2 separate regions of the Sus scrofa genome follow, and region 2 is linked to region 1. The links are chromatin contacts, called in public targeted proximity ligation maps. All regions are on one chromosome and are shown on one strand. The core of a region is the stretch at or near the end of the contact, and the rest is flanking DNA. Distances in the headings are between cores, read along the strand shown.

Region 1 (4,675 bases), core at 1,161-3,660:
GCCCCGGAAAGGCAAGAACGGTCCCCACGGGCGGGGGCGGCCGGGGGGCCGGGGCTGTGCGCCTGCCCGGGCGGCTCTGAAAACTCCCTGCCTGCGAGGGCAAAGTTCCCGGCCAGCCGAGAACCTGTTCACTTCCTCTCCCGCGGTCTCCTCCCTCTTCCTCTGGCCGCCTCACTTCCTCTTTTCCTCCTCCTGCTGCTCTCTCCCCCCCCCCCCAGCGCCTCCCCTCCCCCAGGCGGCTGCCCAGCCCCCTCCCAGGCCTCCTTCTTTCGGGGTCCTTTCTCAGGACCCAGGACACCCAGGCCGTCCCTTCTTCAGCCCTCAGATCAGGGCCCTGGGGGGGGCCCCGCAGGAGGAGGGGGATGCTGGCCGGCACAGGAGACCACTGGGCTGCGGCAGACAGAGGGCCAGGAGGGTACCAGGCCCCCAGGTCAGTGGGGGCGAGCGTGCCCCTTGGCTGGCCCTGGTTGAGAAGAGGCCAGGTGGCAGCACAGGTCCTGCCTGGGGACCAGCCTGGCTCTCCATCCTTGCCCTGCCCGGGGGGCCCTGCAGTGGTCCCAGTGTGACCAGCCCCCCCACCGGGCTGGCAGCCCATCAACCCGCAGCAAACCCCACCTCCCGCCCCAACCCCCGAATCACAGGGCTGGCAGGTCCTGAGGTGGCTGGCCCCTCGCCCACGACTGAGAGACACAAGGCCTGGGACAGGGAGCGCAGTCTGGCCCCTGGGAGGGAGGGAGTGGATGGGCTGGGAACATTCGCCCAGGCCTGGGGCGGGGTTGGGGGAGTTGTTCCCTGGGAATGCTAGCTGGTGGCCCTGAGCCTGCAGGCTCTGCTGTGCGCTGGGGGACGGTCACCCTTCCTACCTGTTTGTAGCCTCTGCAACCTTCCAAGTGCCCTGCCACTGGCCTCCCACAGGGGGCTGGACCAAGCTGCCTCTTCCCTGGCCAGATTCCACACCCATATATGGACTAATCTTTCGCTGGTTTCAACACACACTCAAGGAGCACCTACTATGCGTAGCAAAGCCCTAGGCAGACCTGGAGACAGACGCCCGAGGGCAGGCCAGGGCCCCCACCTGGACCCCTCTGCCCTGTTTCCTTTGTGGGAAAATTCAGCTTGTCACGGCCTCGGAGAAGGTGCACCTCCACGCTGCCCCGCTGGGCTTCCTTCGGCCACTCACTGCCCACTGGTGGCCCCCGCCTGGGTGCAGGCTCTCCCTGCTGGACAGGCAGTTCCCAGAGCAGGGAACCACTGGGAACACCCGGGGGCACCCAGGTCTGACCCCGTGTTTGGTGGAGAGACCAGGGCAGGAGTGGGCCCCAGCTGGTCCCTGCTGCCCCACCCCCCTCCCCCTAACTCCTCTCTGGCACATTGAATGTCCTTCCCCAGTCCTTGGTGGCCTCCAGATGGTCTAGGAGGGCAGTTCAGCTGTGGCTGCACGTGACAGACAGACGATGGATGGTGGGTCCCAGAGCTGTGCTCAGTGGCCCTGCCTGCCTGCAGCCAGCAGTGCTTGGCAGCTGCCTGGGTCGCCAGCTAATGGCCCAGGCTTGGCCTTGGCTGGGTGTGACCAGGCAGCCTCAGCCGCAGCCCAGCTCCATGGGAACAGCTTCTCTGCTCTACGGAGCCCACCTCTCCTGGGCCTGCAGCAAGGGAGGCCTGGAGCCCTCTTCACGGGGAACTTCCAGCCCCCAGCCCCTGGGGCCTGTCCTGTCCCTAGAGACTGCAGTCCTGAAGCCCCTGCTACGTGTCTCCAAGTCCCCTGACTCAAGCATGCCCCACCATAGCCCTCAAGCCCACGGTCTCTAAGTAATGTGCCCCCTTAGCAAGCTCAGCACCCCCACTTAGCAAGCTCAGCACCCCCAGTCGGGGCCCCCCCTTACCCAGGCTTTCTGGGCAGCAGAGCTAATGTCGCCAAGGGGAGGGTGACTCTCTCATCACTCCTTTCCCCCACCTGCTCCTTAAGCATGCACCCACAGCAACCAGGGACTCTCGCATCCGTGCTGACCCTTGCCCACAGGGGCGCTCACTGCTTTGGGGCATCCACATTCGGAGGGTGCCGGGGTGGGGAGACCCGGAGACCAGCAGGCCGGGTGCAGGCCTGGCCAAGCGGGGCCGGACCCGACACTGCTCAGGCGGGCGGCGGCCCACTGTTGGGGCCCAGCACCCAAGGGCGGCCGACGCCAAAACTCTCTCCCTCCTCTTCCTCAATCTCGCTCTCGCTCTCTCCTAGCCAGTCCATCTCCCTCCCTCTTTCTTTTTTTTTTTTTTTCTTTTTTTTTTTTTTTGCAAAAGGAGGGGAGAGGGGGTAAAAAAATGCTGCACTGTGCGGCGAGGCCGGTGAGTGAGCGGCGCGGGGCCAATCAGCGCTCGCCGTTTCGAAAGTTGCCTTTTATGGCTCGAGCCGCCGCGACTGCGCCCCATAAAACCCGGCGGCGCGACGCACAGCCACAGCCGAGACCGCGTCCACTCCGCCAGCACAGGCCCCTCGCCCTTGCCGCTCCGCCTTCGCCGCCGGTCTACACCGCTACCAGGTAGGGTCCCCGCACCGGCCGGGCCGCTGATGCGCTGGGCCCGTGCCTCTTGTGGGCAGGTGGCCCCCTCCGCCCCGGCCCCGTGGACAGCCGGCCGGGTGCCGGGAATGGACTCATGCGCTCCTCGTTCGGGGCCCGGGCTGCGCTCGGGGAGCGCTCCCAGAGTGTTTCTTTGGGAGCCCTAGCGGCGGCGATTCTTTGTCCGAGCGGGCCGATCGCTCCGCCGGCGGGAGAGCAGTGCAGCCGGGCGGCGGGGCGGGTGGGTGGGCGCGGCGCGGTGGCCGAGCCGGGTGGGGGCTGGGACGCCAGTGCGCGTGCGTGTGCGCCGTAGGCCCAGGAGGCGAGGGCGGGGCGGGCGGCCGGAAGGGGTGGGGTCGCCGCGGCGCGAGAGCGCCTGCGCGCACTTCCTCGCGGAGCCACGGGCCGCCCCGGGTGTGGTCGCCGCGCGCCCGCCGAGTGGCGCTTTTTGGGCGGGGCGGGGCTGGCGCCCAGTGGGGAGGGGGCGGAGGCCTGGCTTCCTGCCGCGCGCCTCGGGGCCGCCTCCGACCAGCGTTTGCCTTTTATGGTAATAACGCGGCCGGCCGGCTTCCTTTGTCCCCAATCTGGGCGCGTGCCGGCGCCCCCTGGCGGCTCGAACGCGCGTCGCGCCGGAAGTGAGTAGGGCGGAGGCGGCCGCACCCGGCCTCCGGCTCACGGTCCTGCTGCCCCTGCAGTTCGCCATGGATGACGATATTGCTGCGCTCGTGGTCGACAACGGCTCCGGCATGTGCAAGGCCGGCTTTGCGGGCGACGATGCTCCCCGGGCCGTCTTCCCCTCCATCGTGGGGCGCCCCCGACACCAGGTAGGGCGCCGCCCTCGGGTCTGACTTGGTGGGTGGGGTCTTGGTAGCAGGTGGAGGGAAGGGGGAGGCTTTCTGCGTGGGGGCCGGTGGGGCCGGGCCCGGGCTGAAGGCGCCTCGCCCCTCCTTCCGCAGGGCGTGATGGTGGGCATGGGCCAGAAGGACTCCTACGTGGGGGACGAGGCCCAGAGCAAGAGAGGCATCCTGACCCTCAAGTACCCCATCGAGCACGGCATCGTCACCAACTGGGACGACATGGAGAAGATCTGGCACCACACCTTCTACAACGAGCTGCGTGTGGCCCCCGAGGAGCACCCCGTGCTGCTGACCGAGGCCCCCCTGAACCCCAAAGCCAACCGTGAGAAGATGACCCAGGTCAGTGGCCCACTGGGCTCTCTCGGGCGGCCGCCCCCTCCTCTCTTGCCCCTCTTTGCCACGCCCTTTCTCACTTGTTCTTTCTTCTGCCATTTTCCTAGGACTTTTCTTCTCTGACCTGAGTCTCCTTTGGAACTCTGCAGGTTCTATTTGCTTTTCCCCAGCTGGAGTCTTTCTCGTGTTTGCCTTTCTGACTAGGTGTTAAAAGCATAAGGTGCTGTGGGTGTATAGGTACTAACACTGGCTCGTGTGACAAAGCCGACGAGGCTGCCGTAAAGGGGCCTCGGAGTGTGTATCCCGTAGGTGCACAGTAGGTCTGACGTGACTCCCCGACCTGGGGTCCCCAGCACACTTAGCCGTGTTCCTTGCACTCTCTGCATGTCCCCAGTCCGGCCTGACTGCCCCCGGCGGCTTCCCGAGGGTGACAGCGTCCCTCCCTCCCTCCAGATCATGTTCGAGACCTTCAACACCCCAGCCATGTACGTGGCCATCCAGGCCGTGCTGTCCCTGTACGCCTCTGGCCGCACCACTGGCATCGTGATGGACTCCGGAGACGGGGTCACCCACACGGTGCCCATCTACGAGGGGTACGCCCTGCCCCACGCCATCCTGCGTCTGGACCTGGCTGGCCGGGACCTGACCGACTACCTCATGAAGATCCTGACGGAGCGGGGCTACAGCTTCACCACCACGGCCGAGCGGGAGATCGTGCGGGACATCAAGGAGAAGCTGTGCTACGTCGCCCTGGACTTCGAGCAGGAGATGGCCACTGCCGCGTCCTCCTCCTCCCTGGAGAAGAGCTACGAGCTGCCCGACGGCCAGGTCATCACCATCGGCAACGAGCGCTTCCGCTGCCCCGAGGCGCTCTTCCAGCCCTCCTTCCTGGGTGAGGACGCAGCCCTGGCCCTGCCTTCCCCCCGCCCCCCC
Region 2 (4,675 bases), core at 712-3,211, 150 kb before region 1:
GCTGCGAGAGACCAGACGACCTTTCCAGTGTCCTTCCAGTCCAGAGTCTTGGATTTCTAGAATACTGAGGGTTTTCCAACTGCCATTGGCATTTGCTTCTCAAAGAGAAGTAGGCTAGGAGAATTTCTCAGATCAAATCCCTGTAGCCTCATAAAAGCACTTCTCAGTTTTATTTCCCATCAGAAGTATATATGAAAAGCATTTTAAGTTTCAAAAGCTCCCTATGTCTAAGGAGCTGATCCAGATTCTAGCCCAGAGAGTGGAACAGATCACAGTGTTTCTTCCTTTGTCTCTGACAGCAGCTTGTCCTTTTGCCTTCCTCTCCCCTCTTGTGTCACATTTTGCTGCTGAAAACATCTGTTGCTGCCTGTCCTGTTACCACAACCCTCCTACCTCCAAGGCCCTTTTGCCTCCCACAAAACCCTCCTTTTTTCCCCCAAGGCCATCGCCCACTCTGACCTCATTTTATCTCCTGGCGTGGATGTTTCTCCAGGCAGCACCCTTGCCCCTAAACGCTTCAGAGCGTGGCCCTGCCTGCCGCACAGGTCCTTAGCGCTCTTGCTCTGGACTCACTCCTTCCTTACTCCGCTTTGCAGTGACAGCAGGAGGAATTGGGATGGTGAAGCTAAATAGACCCCAGATTGGAGAGGGCTTTGCAAAGCGGAGTAAGGACAGTGATTCTAACTCCTGAGCTGTTGGCAAGCCTGATGCTGGGACAGTGCGGTCGTAGTGCCAGGGGGGAGGGCCTTGTAGAGCCATGGGAGAGGGAGCGGGAGTTAGATTCGGTACAGAGGTTAGGGGAGCTGGAGAGCCTTGTCAGTTGAGTTATCTAGTAACCCAGTGGCCCCAGACCTGGGACCGCACGGCGCTCCTGTGGTCCTCAGGTAACAAACCCTCCGGCCCCAAAGCCCAGTCAAGCAGGACTTGCTGTGATTCTCTTCCTTGCTCGAAGCCCCAGTGGGATTGGATGCGCCTGAAGAACATGACTTGCGGGCTGACGAGGGAGGGGCGGGGGCAGCCAGGAGGCGGCCAGCCCGAGGCCAGCTCCTGGGCACACGTTCCCGGAGGCCGCCCGCCCTCCTGCGGGGTTTGTCCTGGAGCACAGCCCCTGGGGGCCGAGGGGGTGTTGTGTGGAGGGAGCCTAAAAACAAGAGGCGTGAGTAGCTGCTGCTCTGCTCTCGGTCCACATCAGCATGTTTGGTTTCTTTAGTCCTGGGGTATTTTTTAAACAGAAGAATCCATGTAACCATCAGAGTTTGTTTCCCCACCCATTTTAAAAAGGCTTGTTTTCTAGCTGAAAGCATGTTGGATTAAGCTTAATTTCTCACTCAGATCAGCTTAATTTTCCCAGCGCTGATGTGCATACAGAGAATTGCCAAATTCTCCTTTTACAACATGCTTTCCCAGCTGCTGGGAGGCCTGCTTTTTTTCTGTGGGCCTCCTGACAGAAATGCAAACCATTTAAGGCCCCGTGGTACCAACTGTTAATTATCACAGGGACTTGGATATTGGTGTGTTTTCCCAGAGGGCGCGTTTATCTGGAGTTGGTGGCTACTCCCCTGCCCCTTCTCACGTGAGTCCTATAGGAGACAGGGACCAGGGTTGGGCCGGGCTGCGGTAAAAGCTGCAGCCCCTCCTTCTGAGTGAGGTCACCTCCCTGCCCAGCTCCCGTCCTGTGTCCTTATTATGCAAGGAAATGAAGTGAAGCCTGTTCCTTGCATGTGAGCTGATTGGAACCATGTTTTCTGGGGCACCTCTGCTTAAATCTTTCAGTGGAACAGCCTTGTTTTATAAAAGGTACATTTCCACAAAAATGAGGCTTGATGCTATTCATAAATAAACACATGCCTTTGCAGGCCAGGCAAAGGAGGAATGCGTCGGGGAGCAGTTTGGCCAGGGTTTTGCTTTTTCCTCGCTGAATGCCTGGCGTGCACTGTCCATCCAAGGGTGGCTGAGGGGAGAACACTCTCTTGCTGCCAAAACCACAACAAATGACAACTTTCCGTTCTGTCATCTCTCAGCTCCACTGCTGGGCAGGCAATTCATTTTTCTACCATAAAAGGGCAACGAAGCCGTGTCAGCCGTAGTGCCTTCTGCACTGCAGTGAGAAAGCAGAAGATGCGCGAGGAGAAGGGCGCGCTGCGGGGAGCGCCGCAGCTTGCTGGCCGGGCCCCCACCGCCGCTCGGGCCCGGCTGTGGGGCGGCAGCATCGGTCAGAGGGAGCAGGGCATGGAAGGTGTGCCCGCCAGCTGGGTAGTGTGAGCTCAGACAGGCTGGGTACCACCGGCGGCTCGTGCCCATCTAGTGGGACACAAGTCTGCGGTCCAAACCCTGTTACAGCAGAACTGCACCGGGCCTGCCCGGGTGGTTCTGTGTTATCGGCGTTTGGTTCTTTCCAGTTTGTACTTGTAGGTGCTGGATTTGTAAGGGGGGTGGCGTGGGGTCATATCACCCAGACACCTTCACTCTGCAGATGAAGAAATGGGCTGTGTGCCAGGTTCATACAGCTTGAGCAAGCTCTTGAACTTCCGTCTGTGGCTTGTATATGAACTCTGGGTTCTCTAACCTGTGTGTGTTCTCAGTGGCCCATTAGTTTACAGTCTGACTCAGTTTAAGGTGAGTCACAGAAATCTTGACTAATAGAAATACAGTTCTTAATTGGTAGGTTTGTGTCTAATTAAGTCAACCAGGGTCTTTTAGAAAATACCTGTTTGTTGTAGTGTTACCTATAAGATTCCTGGGTCCTTTAGGTGATTTTAAATAAATGTGCAAAGTCAACAAAGGAGGAGGTAGAAAGCAAACACTTAGCAATTTTGACAGCTTATAGAGCACTTTGGAGATGGTGGCTGCATGTTTCCTGCCCCCTGTAACCTGGCGAAGGAGCCAGGGTCCCAACTCAATACAGATTGACCCGCAGCACAGAGAACGCTGTTTTAAGAGGAGCCCTAAGCCAGAACACTGCCTCCCACGCAGACCAGACGGCTGCTCTGGGCCTCTGCCTTCTCTGTGGGGAGTGGCTGCTGGCCTGGAGAGAGCAGGGTCTCAGAGTGAGCCAGAAACAGTGCCTACGTCTTTTCACCTGGATCCCTTGAAGATTTTTCCCTTAAAGAAGAACTGAGATTTGCTTTGTCGTTTAAACTTACCTTAGCTCTAACTGCACGTCTGATTTCATAGCAAATGCTGGAACTGAACTGTGCACATTCCTAAGGGGATAAAAATCGCTTCCAGGAATCTTGCTGATCTGGAAATTTGGGAGGAAAGCAAGGGTTTTCAAGGTTAAATTTTATTAGCCAGATAGTGCTGGTGGTCAGAGTAGATTCTGAGCTCATTGGCTCAGAATCAAACATTAACTCAGAAGTCATTCCTGAAAGAGAATATCACTGAGATGGCAGAAACAAGCTCAGTGTGAGTGATTCAGTGCTGCATACCTAGACCTTGTTGGAAAGTGTCAGACTAGTTTAAAACCCTAGCGTCGATCCAGCAGATAAAGCAGTTGAGGAGTCAGTCCTCAAGTGGAAATGTACGTAAGTCTTTTTGAGTATGATCTTCCTTCTTTTCTCAGTAGCGCGAAGCTGAATATCTTACTAATCTACCAAGGAGGTAGTTGGTCTATTTTTTCCTTGGTCCTTCTCAAGACCTTCGCTGCCCTTGGAGTAAGCAGAACGGTGCCCCAGAGATTTCAGCTCCACCGTGAACCCCACACATTCTTTCCTTGTGGAAACCTTGGGAGCCCTTGTTTTTTGCCAGAAGCATGAAGTCAGTTTCATCTTCCAAAACGATTATTAATTCTTATTAAGTGTAATTTTTATAAGGCTAATTCCTCAAGCAAATAGCATTTCTTTCTTGGACTCAGTCTCCTTCCCCATCCATCACTGTCTACACATGCCTGGGCGTCCTGGCCACGTGGTGGCCAGCTTAGAGACATCAGCCTGCTTGCTTCCTAATTTGGTCAGAGCATGCTTCAGGCAGCCTTGCCTAACTTAGAAAAACACAAAACACAGGGAGCAGCTTTGATACAGCAAAGGGGAATTTCCTTTTATCAAAAGACCTACAGTTCGCCTTTAACTTCCTCAGAAAAGAGGAAGTGACACTTTGGGAGGTTATAGCGTGCCCTGAAGTTCCTTCTTTAAGCCTACTTTTTCATGCCAGCTTTTTCTAGCTTCCTGCTCTTTCCTCCTCATCCTTCTTAGTGCCTCACAGCAATACAGTTTAATGTCATTCTTAAGGATACCCATTTTCTACTTGAATGTTCATCAGTAAGGCACAGGGGGACACACGTGCCTCTAAACAGTGGCATACACAGGGTTGGCAAGCTTTTTTTTTTTTTTTTAAATGAAAGGCAAGGTAATAAATACTTGAGGCTTTTTGAACTGTATAGTCTCTGTCCCAGCTGCTCAGCTGCTCAGCTTTGCCTTTGTAGCAGGTAACTGTAGGCAGTGTGAACAAATGAATGCGGCTATGATCCAGCTAAGATTGTACTTACAGAAAGAAGCGGCAGACCAGATTGGCCTCCTGAGCCAGTACACCACAGCATGAAGAATGACACGAGTCCAGTTGTGCCCATCAAACAAAGCGAGGTGTAGAAGAGTGGGTATTTACAAGATGTAGGCTTGTGTTTGGGTCTCAATGAGGGGAGGAGGAGGAGATGCGTGCCGACGTGTACCTAAAATGTGCA

The links.
Region 2: a contact with region 1 is called in a targeted proximity ligation map of alveolar macrophages. A contact is called at or near these places in 1 of 5 promoter capture datasets (liver), 9 of 47 Hi-C or Micro-C datasets (brain, embryonic fibroblasts, epiblast stem cells and 3 more) and 2 of 2 datasets of targeted methods (alveolar macrophages and skeletal muscle).

What each region holds. Positions count from the first base shown.
Region 1 is chr3:4,088,118-4,092,792 of Sscrofa11.1, reverse strand. It overlaps ACTB (actin, cytoplasmic 1), which reads left to right and starts at 2,410. Exons shown (of 8, transcript XR_002342206.1): 1 at 2,410-2,534; 2 at 3,248-3,376; 3 at 3,509-3,748; 4 at 4,196-4,634. LOC106509620 (a long non-coding RNA gene) reads right to left here and starts at 2,297. Exons shown (of 3, transcript XR_001307289.2): 1 at 1,884-2,297.
Region 2 is chr3:4,233,912-4,238,586 of Sscrofa11.1, reverse strand. The region is part of intron 13 of RNF216 (E3 ubiquitin-protein ligase RNF216); the gene reads left to right. LOC106509622 (a long non-coding RNA gene) reads right to left here. Exons shown (of 4, transcript XR_002342210.1): 2 at 4,484-4,663; 3 at 3,144-3,241. Among named protein-coding and RNA genes, the nearest start is that of RNF216, 93 kb to the left of the region's middle.